Regions from separate parts of the Anas platyrhynchos genome. Here region 2 is linked to region 1. A link is a contact called in public Hi-C data. All regions are on one chromosome and are shown on one strand. The core of a region is the stretch at or near the end of the contact, and the rest is flanking DNA. Distances in the headings are between cores, read along the strand shown.

Region 1 (6,274 bases), core at 3,649-6,148:
GGGAGATGCGTTGGGGTGCAGGGAGGGAAAGCCCGGGGGGCGCAGGCAGCGGGGGCCGTGCTCCCGTGGTGCCGAGTGCTGGCGCGGGGCTGGCCGCTTGTTTTGGGTGCGGTGGCAGCCAGGCCTAGCGTGGATGCAGGATTTGCCTCTTACAGTGAGGACTTGCAGGGTGAAGGATGCAAAAATGCTCTGGTGTTGTGTAGGTTCTGTGGGTTTGGAGGGTCGAGCAAGCTCCAGGCTCTGCCTGTTTCTGTGGCACGCGTGGGGAAGGGGGCTCGGGGCTGCGCTGGCAGCTCGGGGACCCCGCGGCGTGGCTGGGGTGGGCTGCGTGCGCCCGTCCTGGGTTTGCCATGGAAATGGGCTCTCGGCTCCGCTCGCTGCATGCAGGCAGCTCAAATCCCCCTCGGGCTCTCGGGGTGGTGCAGCTCCCTGCCTGCGGCCGTGCAGCCTCCCTGCGCCCCGGGGAAGAGGTGCGGGGTGCTGTGAGACCCCCAGGGCTGAGAGGCACCCCGTAAACCATTAAACATCTCCTAACGGGATCAGGGCATTGCTGGGGAGCTGGACACGGAGCACAGGGATACTGGCGAGGTGTAAGTGTGTGCTGGCAGCGGGATGCGTGCTCCTGTGGGGCAGGGAGCCGGTCCCCACGGCACAAGGGACACCAACCACAGCCACCAGCACTGGTTCTGCCCCCGGCCGTGCTGGCACCGTCGCGGGGTGCTCAGCATTCGGGCAGATCAGGGCCTGATCCTGCAGCCAGGCTGCGAAGGAGCAGGGAGCTCGGTGCAAAGACGGGGTGAAATGGGGCGACCCGAAGCGGGGGCACTCGGCGGGGGCTTTGTGATGGACTGGGCAGGGCGAGGCCAGGCTGGGGCGCAGAGGTGAGAGCCCACCAGGTGCCGAGCTGGTATTAGTGCCCCTGCCCAGCTCTGGGCTTATTTTTAGATTTCCTGAAGCTTGTTTTCTGCCTTCCCTCCCCGCTCGCTCAGCCTCCCCAGAGGCAACCCCACCTTGACAAGCCCACAGCTTTTCTTCGGAAGATGCTGACCAATGTTTCCAGAAAGCATCCGAAGGATTTCCTGTTTATTTTTCAAAATTCTCATTAATATTTTTTATTTTTTTATTTTTTTTGTCTCCTGCGTTATTGCATTAAATCTCGCACGGGCAAAATTGCCTTGAAATGGAGCCTGTGGTTAAAAAGAGACAAAGAGTCAGCGACGCAGCAGCCCGGAGGCTGTGGGGATGCACCGCTGGATTCGGCACCCCCTCAGAGCCGTCACCGTCCTGGCGCCTCCAGGGCAGGATCTGGCCCGGCGTCCCCGGGGAGCCGGCGGTGCCTCGGCGTTCCCACGCTGCAGGGACCTGCACGGAGCTCCCCGCCAGCTTTCGGAGAGGGACTGCTTCCCTTCCCAACTGCTCCGTGCCTCCGAAGTGCCCCCAGCCCCCTTGGTGCTTGTGCCACTTGTCCGTGCTCGAGGCCACCTCTGGACACAAGTGTCCCTGTGCATACGTGGCTGCAAAAATGTCACGGAGCGTTTTAGCTCGGGGCTCTGCCTGCTCGAGGAGTGCATGGCTTTGGTTTTGGGGTGCCCCTCCTGCAGCTCGTCACCGGATCGGTCGCCCTTTCGGCACGGACGCCGTGGCCTGGTGGCCTCATGGCGCGCCGCTCGCTGCTGCAAGGAGGATGTGTGCGCAGAGCAGGGCAGCCCCGAGCCTCGCGCCGCCCTGTGTGCCCACGCAAAGCCCGGTGCACAAGCCCTCTGTTTGCTCGCCGTGTTTAGAGAGCATATTTAATTTCCAGGTGCGCAGGACAGCTGGGGAGCAGCGAGGGCGTGTGCGTGCCCACCTCCTCCCGCGCCCGCGAGCTGCTGGTGGGACGGGGCAGGCACAAGGCTCATGGTCATGGGCCAGGATCCGTCCTGTGCTCCCCCAGCACCTGGGGAGCGAGTCCCCTACTCGGAAAGATGGGGAGGGGGCGTTGGGACCCCACTCGTGGCTTTTCTGCCTCGGGCTGCCCGGTGGTGTTGTCCCACGCCGCCGTCGGCTCTTGCGCCCCGGCGCTCGGTCCCGAGACGGTTTTACAGGCAAGGCTGAACTGCACAAAATGTTCGACTTGTAAAATATGTAGCGTGAGAAAATAGCCTTTTCTGCTCTCCTCCTCGCCGCCGCGGCTCCCCCTGCCCCATCTGCTTGCTTGGAAAGCTTCCCGCAGCCGGGGAAAGGAGGAGGGGTGGTGGGGGGGTGCGAGGCCGGCGCAGCTGACGGCACGAGGGTCACCCGGCGATCGCTGCCGGGACGGCCGGGCTGCAGGATGGTGCTCGCCCCGTGGGCATCGTGGGCACACCCAGGGGGTGTTTGGTCCACGGTGCGCGGGCAACGAGTCCTCTGCAAGTGGCCGTGTGGCTCCGGGGGCTGCTGTCACCCGGGGATGCGCTGTGGGGACGGCACCGGGAGAGGTGGCCAGGCTGTGCCGCGGTCCCGGGGCGATGCAGACACCTCTGGTGGGGTTCCCAAAATGGGGGGCGTCATGGGGAGGGCAACGGGAAATACCCCTGTGAGGCGCCCGGCCGGGGGCGGGGAGGGAGCCGAAATCCCCGGAGCTGGCGACGAGCCATTGTTTTCACCAGCCACCTTAATCCATCATTATCTGGGCATATTTCGGATCCTTGCCAAGAGCAAGGTGGGAAGGGGGGGGGGGGGGGCTGTAAGCATGCTTTCCCTATTCCCCTGCCATCCTTTTTGCTGCCTGTGTGTAATTAACAGAGTAATTAAAAACAGGATGAGTTAATTGGTATTCATTTATGTGGCAGATGTTTTTAATTGAGATACGAAACAATTTACCTGTTTACATAAACAATAGCAAATGAAGGCTTGTAAAACAGAGAGGGCTTTTTTTTTTCCCTTTTTTTTTTTTTTTTTTGAGGAAAATCAGAATAACCTCCCTCTCCCTCCCTCTCCCTCCACCCTGGCTCCAGCTGACCGGCAGCTGATGGCTGTGGCCCTGGGGGGGCTGCAGGTCCTCGGGGGTGCTGCTCAGGGCAGCGGGCAGGGCTCTGGGGTCCCTGATTCCCCGGGGAGCGCGGGCACCTCTGCGGTGCCCACCCAGCCAGGGGCTGCAGGGAGAGGGAAGGAAATTGGGATGTGGCAAAGGGAAACCCACCGTGCTCCCCGTGTGGGGTGGCTGGAAGTGTCCCAGGTTGGGGCATGGCTCAGGGCACCCATGGGCGAGGGATCCCCAAATTCACCGGCTGCACGGCGTGGTGCATGGCGTGGATTTTGGGGGAGCAGGGAGTGTGCTGCCCGTGGTGTGAGCATCTTTGAGAGCAGGGGATGCCCGAGCACCGTGGGGTGCCCGCAGTGCCGGGTGCTGCCCGGCTTCCTGGCGGCGGTGGCTCTGCAGCCACAGCTCCCCGTTTGCAGGGCGCCTGCAAGTGCCTCGCTGGGCCTGGAGCTGCCAGAGGCCAGGTTTCGTTTACATCTTCTGCAGAGGCTTTAATTAATTTGATTTCCTTTTAAAAGGCTTCATTTGTGCTGACTGGTGCTGGGGCTTGCGTCGCTTCGCCCCCCCACCCCAACTCCTCCCGCACCCTGCAGCCCGGCTCCCCAAAATGTGCTGCTTCAGGGAAACCTCACAAAGTTGTCAGAGCGAGGAGGAGACACCGGTGCCACCTGTGTGGGGTGGTGGGAGCCGTGTGGGGTGTCCCCATTTTCTCCTTCGCCCCTCGGCTCCAGCCCCAGCTGCTGCTCCTTCTCCACCCCCTCACCTCTTTCCAAAGCCCCCTGGGGACGTGGGACACCCCGGCCGTGGCTGTGTGATAGGCCTGGAGTTGCGCAGCACCCTTCTGGCACACCACCATCCCGCTTCCCTCCCCTTCATGCGCAATTTGGGGGGAGCCACGTCCTCCCCCACCAGCTGCCTGCCATCGTCACCATGTCCCGGGGGTGGGGACCTTTCCCCACGCTGGGGATGTCCCCAGGAGCTGACAGCAGGGTGCTGGGGAGGGTTTAGCCCGTGCGCCACGGCTCCTTGGGGTGCCCACGCTGGGATTTGGGGCACGGGCACCCCCATAACACCCCCGTTCTTTGCGCCAGGAAGGCACCGGGGTGGCTGGCGCCGCGTGCGCCCACCCGGGGGTGCTGGACGGAGCTCGGGGGCGCCGGCGCCCTGCGGTTCCCCCCCACCCGTGCCCGGCTCGCACACGTGGGAGCGCGGCCGCCCGGCTGCCGGCGCGGAGAGCTGCCCTAACGCGCTCCAGATGGAGAGGCTCCGGCCCTCGCGATCTTATCAGGGAGTTGTTCTTGGCCCCCGTGGCACCAGCAGCTGAGCAGCAGGAATGCTTTCCTTTGTTTGGGAGGCAGCCTGGCTTCGGGGAGACGTCGCCTCCAGCATCTGGATTTCATTTGTGGCCATTTGGAGAGCATGAAGGATGCTGTTCTTTTAATTCCCTTTTAACCCCTTCCTCGATGGCAAAGCCTCGCCGGGAGGCTCGCAGGCAGCCGGAGCTTTCCGACAGCCGCTGCTGCACCGGGATGGCTCCGTGCCCACGGGAGCAGAGCGGGCACTGCCTTTGGGTGCCACGCAGCCACACAGGGACTGGCATGTCCCTGTCCTTGTCCCCAGCCACCCCAAGGCCTGGCTAAAGGGTGCAGAGAGCAGGGGGCACAGCAGGGGGATTTGCACCCCCAGGCTTGGGAAGCTGGCTGGCGCACGTGGTGCCCTGCTTTGGCACCCGCAGGGGTGGCAGTGGGCACGGTTGTGGCCGTGTGGCACCAGTGGGCACCGTCCCCAGCCAGCACGTGGGGGGTTAAGGCCTCCGGTGTGACAAATCGGGGTCGGGGGGTGCGTGGGGTTCGGCATCTGATTCCCACCGGGAGGCAGGGCGGGGTACGGCCCCGCTCCGGCCAGCGGAGGAGAAAATACTAATCCTTTTATTTTTATATTATTACTTATTCATCTGGGCTGCACAGGCCTAATGGAAACCAGATGTAGGAAAACAGACACAGCCCCGAGCGGCTGGGACAAATTACCCCAAAGAAAAAGAAAAAGAAAAAAAAAAAGGAAAAAAAAAAAAAAAAAAAAAGGATTCCAGTAGAGTTTGAGCGGTGCCGGGGAATTGGTGCCACGCTCGGAGGCGCTGCCGGGGGGCAGAGCCTGGGCACGGGCTGGCGACCGCCTGCCGCTGACGGGGAGGGCAGGACGGACAGAGGGACACGTGGCAGGACAGCAGGACGTGGCCAGGCTGCCGTCACCGGTGCTTCAGAGCCTCACAGGAGCTTCGTGGGGCTGGAGGCAAAAGCTGGGGCTTCCAGGGTGGTTTGGCGAAGCGAGGGGCAGCGCCCTGCTTCTGGCACGTGTGACGCCGTGGGGATGGTGCCACCGGGGCGCACGGGTGTCCCTGCAGCCTGGCTCTGTTTGCTTTGGGCTTTTCTGGGCTTCAGCACCGAGAAATCCGGCACTTCGGGGGCTGCCTCCTGCTCCTGTGCCCGCGCGGCGGTGTTTGGATTGCAAACGCAGCAGGAAAAACTTATGGCTTCAAGAGATGGAGGAGGGAAAAAAAAAAGAGAGAGAGAGAGAGAGAAATAACACACCCAGACGCAGTTTCCCCTGGTGTTTGTTCAGCTTCGTGGAGACTTTCCTCCTGATGGGAAGCTGCGGAGCAGCCGTGCCGGCGCCAGGATGAGCGGATTTGTGCTTTTTCCCCCAAGCCCAGGCAGAGCCAGGCCCCTCTGCTGCAGCCCCTTGGAGCCAGATCCACACAGGGAGCGTGGTACAGGTGCCGTGGCACAGGGTCCCCAGGGTGCCACCTCTCCACCTTCTCCTCCAGCTGGACGAGCCCCGTGGCCTCCATGCCGTGCCCCTGCTTGGGGGGACGCTGGCTGAGGGGAAGGATGCCCAGATCCGTGCTTTGCCAAGGGGCAGGGGGTGCTGAGCCAAGGAGGGTTTGGCTGTGCCCTGTTGCACGCTCTGTGGATGAAGGGACTGGCTGCGCTCACACCCACCTCGTGGTGGGCTCGTGGGGGCCACGTGGATGGCAGCCCCCCGGCTGTGCCAGGGCTCCCCCTCGTCTCCATGCGTCCTGGGGACACTCAGCAGGGGCTGGGCTTGGCAGCATCATGAGGGCACGCGTGGGATGTGGGCTGCAGGCTGACCTCTCCTTGTCACCCTTTTTGTCCTCGGGGCACAAAACCCATGCTCTGCGTCCCTTCTGGTGCTGGAGCCTCGTGAGCCTGCGGACACATCTCCATGTGGGCAGCCAGAGCTGGTTCCAGTCCG
Region 2 (6,149 bases), core at 2,513-5,012, 62 kb after region 1:
CACGGTGGGGTTAATAGGCGAGCAGGTTACACTCAGAGCTGTTTGGCGAGGGAGGAGATGGGAGCAGATTGCCAAGGCACAATTACACTAAATGAACTAAGCGCAGGCCACACCTGTGCCTGGGACCCCGTGCTCTCCATCCAGCCCTGATTGGCTCTCCAGAGACTTCCCGGAGGTAAAGTGTCAATTAGTGTAATGACCCTGGACTTTGTCCACCCCGCGCGCTCATTCTGAGCGTGGAATAATTCTGTGTGCGCTGGGGGATCTCTTTGAGCAAACTCCTCACAACGCCACCTGCTCACCCGCGCTGCTGCGCTCTCATTCTTGCAGTGATATTCCCAGCTCTCCTTCCGCAGGATCGTCGAGCTCGAATAGAAAACGCGGTGTGCCCTGGAGGCAGCGAGGTCTGGATCCTCGCTCAGGCAATAATGCCTGAACACCTGTATAGAGAATTTTATCTTTTCTTGTCGTGGAGAATGCAGCAAGCCCTGCCCTTGCAGTTCGTATGCACTCAAGGAAAGGATGGGGCTCTGGTGTAAGGAGAGGAGAGGTTCTCGTCTCCATTAACAACTCAGACTGATTACCATGAAGCAATTATCCCCATCTTACATGCAGATTAAAGGCGTTCTTCCCCTGCAGATTTTGTCGTGAAACGCGTTTCTTTCATAGGGCTGGAGACAGCTTTAACCCACTGCATGCAGTCAGTAAATAATTCACAGAACATTGCATGGATGTTGGGGCTTGTGGGGCGTTGTGGAGCTGAACAGCTTGGTCTGAGCAAGATCCGAGCTCTGCAGAGTGAGGAACGGGGACCCTCCGAGTGCTGTGATCCTTCAACAGCAAAAACAGCCACCAGCACTGTTTGGTCACGATGCTGGCTCCGGTGTCACTGTGAATTCAAGCCTCGGGTGAGTGCCATCCTGCAGGAATCGGAGACCAGACGTGCCTCTGGGTGAGAGGCACAGCTCCTGTGATTAACTGAGCCATCTGAAGCCAATTTTTGGTGATCTCCCAGCCTTGAATGACACCTTACGGCACACTCTGTCGCCGCTGTGTACTCGGACACCAGGAAGACAGCTGCAATCGGATAGGTTTTAAGCTAGTGTCAACAGGTTTAGTCAGCTTAAGAGCACGTTAAGCCCTGCTGAGACAAGGTTTATAGGTTAGCAGTGTGACTCGGAGCATAATCTATACATGTTCTTTAGCTTGAGCCAGCTTTGTGCTTATGTGAGAAGTGCAAGTCTTTTCTACGTGCCAAGCCATTTCCAGCATGCTTTGGGGAAGTCATTCAGCCTATGCTAAATGCTCAAATAATCTAAGAGTGGAGGAGCTGCAGGGGAGAGCAGTTCAAAACCACCAGGAGCTGAGGTTAGGCCAAGATTTCCTGTCGCTGCTGAGCTGGCTGAAACAGCCAGGAGCATCCCCAACATAGGAATTAAAGCAAGAGGCTGATTTAAATGACGTGAGCCTACTTTGTTATGCTGCAGCCTTCACGTGGCTTAGGTTGCTAATGAGCAACAATGCTGTGGATAAATGCGGTATTCAAGATTACAGCAAAAAGATATATGTATTTTTTTTTTCACTGCAACAGGACTGGCATATTTGGAGCAAAAACCAGCAGTCATGACAACATATTGTTTATCGTTCATCCAGACCACAGCTGTGTTTTCCAGTGGTCTGTCCAGATTACAGCTAATTTGGACTCGTATGTATGAAAAGCCCTTTCGAAGGATGAAATTGGGCTCTTTAGCACTTAAATATTTGCAAAGATGCTGTGGAGCTTAATTAGTTAGCAGCAACAGTATCTGATGGGTCCACTTCCAAAAGAAGATCTTAAACGCTGGAGAGATGACACGAGTATGTGACAAAAATAAACACGTTAGGTGGCTACAAGAGCAACAGCAGAAGGCATTAACTGATCAGATATCTGTTAGACTCTAACAATTGATTGAAGTCTGTATTAATTCACATTAATCCTTAATACGAGGATTTTAATGAAGTGTGATTAGCTAGGGCTTGGAAGAGCTTCCCAACCCCAAAACAGTAAGTGCGTTAGAAAATCTGAAAACGCTGCAGCACGCGTGTCTCCCTAAGCCACGTTTTGTCCCTTGAGCATGTAGGCTCTGAAATAAAGCCCATGACACCCCCGTTTCCTCCGGTCTGAGCAGAGCAGGCTGCAGCTCCCATGTCCAACACGCTGCGTGCACCCCTGGTACTCGCCCTGGTTTTGGGTACGCTCCCTCGGCGTGCCTGCCTTTGTTGCCTTTTCTCTCTGCACGCAGGCTCTCCCCTGTTGGCCGTCCTCTGTGTGTCACCAAGGGTTAGCTCGAAATGCTCTCCGCCTCTTTGAAGGATCTGTTTTGATTTTTTTTTTTTTTCCCAAGCGTGCTGCTGCGCTGGCAATCCTGCGTGCTTGAAACGCGAGCGCAGGGCTGCCAGATAAAATCTTGCCGAGCTGAAAGGCCACTGTGCCACCAGGATGCAACGCTCCCACCTCGCTGAGCCAAGCCACTGCTGCCTCGAGTGTCCTCAGCAAGGGCGTGAGTCACAGATGGTCCTTGGCAGCTCCCAAACTTCTGCAGCCCTCCTTTTTTCAGCTGCCTGCCGTGGGAGCTGAGGTATGGGATGCACGGGAAGAGGAGCGCGCAAATTCGGGAGCTTCGCAGCAGGAATCTTTTAGGGTGATCCACGGGGATCTGATCCTGGTGATCGCCTCTCCACCAGGATCCAGCCAGCTGGGTGTGAGAGCAACAGCTTTGTTTGCTCGAGGTTGTCATTTCCAATTCCCTTCCGCTTCTCTATCAGCAAAGCTCAGGCCCATCCCCGCAATCAGCTTCTCCCTGGATGGCTGCCGAGATGCGATATTTATAGGGCTTACTGGAAACTGTTGGCACATTACTGGGCTTCGAAATGTGATTGTTTTTTAAAGAAGGAAATTAGCTGGAGTACGGGGCTGGTGGCCAGCTTGGACTGGAAGCAAAGGGAGCCTGAGGTCAGGACCAGGCTGCATTGTTCCTCTTTTATCTTCAGAAGCAATTTGCCGCTCTCTGTTTTTGAAGTGGCTCCGAACGTGATGGGCAAAATGAGATCATTGGGTAGCCGGCCTCCGTTTTAGGAATACTTGAAATATGAGCGGAGTACACCCCGAACTGCTTAAACAAGTGCCTACCGGGGTAAGAGTTTGGATACAAATCTGGTAATTTATAACGTGGTATGAGGGCTTGGAGCATGACAGATGGGTCCCAGCTTGGAATAATAAAGCCGAGATGGAAGAATGTAGAGGGGCAGAACCCCGGGGTGGATGTTGCGAAACGGAGGAGGTATTCTTGTCTTGGACAAATAACTTCTATTCTTCTCCATCTTCCTGTTTGCATAATGTTAGTTCTTTTTACTCGGTGATTGTGAAGTTTTACTGGCTAATGGGTGGTTGCGTTTGAAAGCCTTTGCTTAAGAGCACTCTTGAAAAACCAAGTATTGACATTGACTCCCTTCCCTAAATGCTTCCATGCTACAGAAAAGCCCTCGAAAGAGTGTGGAGGGTGAAAACATCCAGAACTGGGTGACCTCACATGTGGCACAACCCCAACACCCTTCCTTGCTAATGGCATCCCCCAGGGAATCAGGCATTTGGGGCCGTGGGGCAGGCAGATTTCCAAGCTGAAGCCCCAGGCTGGTGATCCGCGGGGAGCCACGTGCCTCTGTGCCGTGCTCCCCCGGGCTGGGCAGCTCATCCCTGCAGCCTCCAAGCCCAGCCAGGATGGATTTTGCCAGCTCAGATGCTTCATTCCCCCACGGACCCGTGGGCGGTTAGCGTCGGCTGCATGTTTACAGGCTCTCCTCTTTTGCTATGGTCCAGAAAAAGGCTGACGTAGCTGAGCGGTGTGGACGCTTTAACAACGCTCTGTCTCCAAACAGTTGCATTCTGGAAGCCCCGCTAATAACTTCCATCATTTGTTCACGTTCTAGTTTTGCCAGTGAAGAATACCAAGGAGTTATGGAGCGCATCTCTGCCGTGGTGCAGCAGCACAAGGAGACCATGGTGCCAGGAGTGCCACAGCTCAACGTGTGCGACAAGGCCGTCATGGTGAGTAGCTAAAACATCCAAAAAAATCTCCTCTTAAATTATATTTTGCACTTAAAAACGTCACCTGCTGTCGGGAAGGGATGGAGAAGAAGGAGGCTGTCCTTGCACAGAGGGGAGGGCTGGGCAGTGTCTGCTAAATCCATCAGCACGCCGTGATAAACTGTGACTTCCTTCGAGATATCACAGCATGGACAACTGCAGATACTTCTCCTTTCTAGTCCCCCCTCTGCAAATCTCACAAGTCCTCTACATTTCAAGTGGTGGGACTGAGACAGAGCCTCTTGTCTTTTTTTTGTGCTGTATCAGCGAGTATCTTTGGTGTAGCTCAGTCCTCTCCAAGTCCACCTGTGCCTGTCTTTTCCCAAGTGCTTCTGGCTTGAAGCAGGCCAAAAGCGTTTGCAGTTCTGCAGTCCAGTTTGAATTAAACACTGGAAAGTCACAGTTTACCTTTCCTATCAAACGCCACTCGCTTTGTTGTGAACCTGGAAAAAACCTGGCTGGTCCATAGGAGATAAAGCTGTCGGATGACAAGAGGTTGTGTGGTTTTAAGGGGATGTGCCTGTAAAGACTGACACCAAATAGTAACAGGCTTCCTGACACCGAAATAATCTCCTCAAACAAACAGTGAGTACCTGCTGCTTGGGGTCTGTCTCCAGCCAGATAGAAAAGTGCAAAATGTGGAGCTGTCTGTTCAGTAAGAAGGCAAAGATCTTTTTTAAGTTCAGTAACATCTTTTATTTTTGGATGTTTTTAGTTTAGTAACATCTTTTATTTTTGGATGTTAAGCAGCAAAAAAGATTTGAAGTACCATTGTTCCTGTGTTATTTTGTTATTCAACATTTCCCTTAACAAACACTGTTCTGTGCACCTTTCTGGGTTCAGGGACTCTCCCCAGTGCCTGCCAGAGCCCCTAACTGGAAGGGCATTTCTTCTGGGCGGACTCCAGCTCCAAAACTGCTTTGTAAAGTGTAGGCTTACACTAAACATCTCCTGGACTTCACCCCAAACCCCCAGCTCTCAGTTTGGGGCTGCTGACGGTCAGTTTTCTCCCTGAACATACCTGGTTCTTTTCTCAGCTGGGCCGAAGTTTTGCCTTTTCCTCTCAGCAGACCACAAGCTGCCTCTTCTGCTTTGGCTGTGGGAATGTCCTGGCTGAGCCTCGGCCAGTCGTACCTGCCATTTATAAGCAAAAGAGGTTAATGACTGCATCAAACCAGGTCATTCAGGCTGTCTGAGGGGGAGAGCCCTCCCCAGTGGGCTGGGTGATGCTCTAATCTTGATAGAAATGTTCAAATCTCAGCAGGAAGCTTTTTTAGGTCACAAATTTTCTATTCAACGTACACTTCTAATTGGCCGATGACGCAGTCACAAAACTAAAATAAACAGGCACCAAATTATTGTCTGCCTTTTGAGACCAGAATTAAAGGTAACCAAATCTTCTTGGAGTACCAGGATTGGTGGGGTTGGCTGGACCCTAAACCTGTCTTTGGGAGGTGCTGGGATGTAACCATCACTTCTTAAAGCCATGCCCCAAAACGTCATTGAAATTCTGCTGGCCCATCCATAGTGTAGCCCACCAGCAGTGGAGATGGAGCTCCTTGGGGCTCTTACAGCCCTGATCCACGAAAACTGACTTAGACTGCGAAACTGAAGCAGATGCAGTCTGTTTTTTCCCCCCAAAAAATCAATATTTTCTTTGTTTCTTTGAATCTCTGTTGCCTCTACAGAGTGGTCAAGCACCTGAAATTCCCAGTGGTGCTTGCGCATTTTAAAATTGAGGAGCAGAGTTCGAAATCAGCATTAATTGCTCCTGAATCATCTGAAGCCCTTCCGCCAGATCTCCGCTGTGTGCTGCTGTGCCTGGCAGATAGCTGGTGTCTCACTGCCATCTGTTGTCAGCTAGAGGGAACAGAAACCTGCTCCTGTATTTTTTCTGGGGTTAAGCTTTCCTTTCCCTCCGTAGGAATTTAATTCCAAGCAAACATAAATGACTTGAAAAAATAAATAGAAGGCGATGGGTCGGGGCTGAACGGAGCTTTAGTAGTGATAAAACTCGCCCGTGGAT

Evidence for each region. A called contact is a pair of places that touch in the nucleus more often than the background predicts.
Region 2: a Hi-C map of subcutaneous adipose tissue shows a contact between it and region 1, with 2.3 times the contacts expected there. The contact joins two enhancer-like sites. A contact is called at or near these places in 2 of 8 Hi-C or Micro-C datasets (liver and subcutaneous adipose tissue).

Annotation. Positions count from the first base shown.
Region 1 is chr12:1,699,058-1,705,331 of IASCAAS_PekinDuck_T2T, forward strand. The region is part of intron 1 of CBFA2T3 (CBFA2/RUNX1 partner transcriptional co-repressor 3); the gene reads left to right. Among named protein-coding and RNA genes, the nearest start is that of CBFA2T3, 11 kb to the left of the region's middle. Within about 2 kb of position 4,899, at least 3 of the 8 cell types and tissues checked have an H3K27ac peak or open chromatin away from gene starts, as enhancers often do. A contact at or near this core is called in subcutaneous adipose tissue, where this site is marked.
Region 2 is chr12:1,762,104-1,768,252 of IASCAAS_PekinDuck_T2T, forward strand. GALNS (galactosamine (N-acetyl)-6-sulfatase) reads left to right here. Exons shown (of 14, transcript XM_038185343.2): 13 at 3,967-4,084. Among named protein-coding and RNA genes, the nearest start is that of APRT, 11 kb to the right of the region's middle. Within about 2 kb of position 3,763, at least 1 of the 8 cell types and tissues checked has an H3K27ac peak or open chromatin away from gene starts, as enhancers often do. A contact at or near this core is called in subcutaneous adipose tissue, where this site is marked.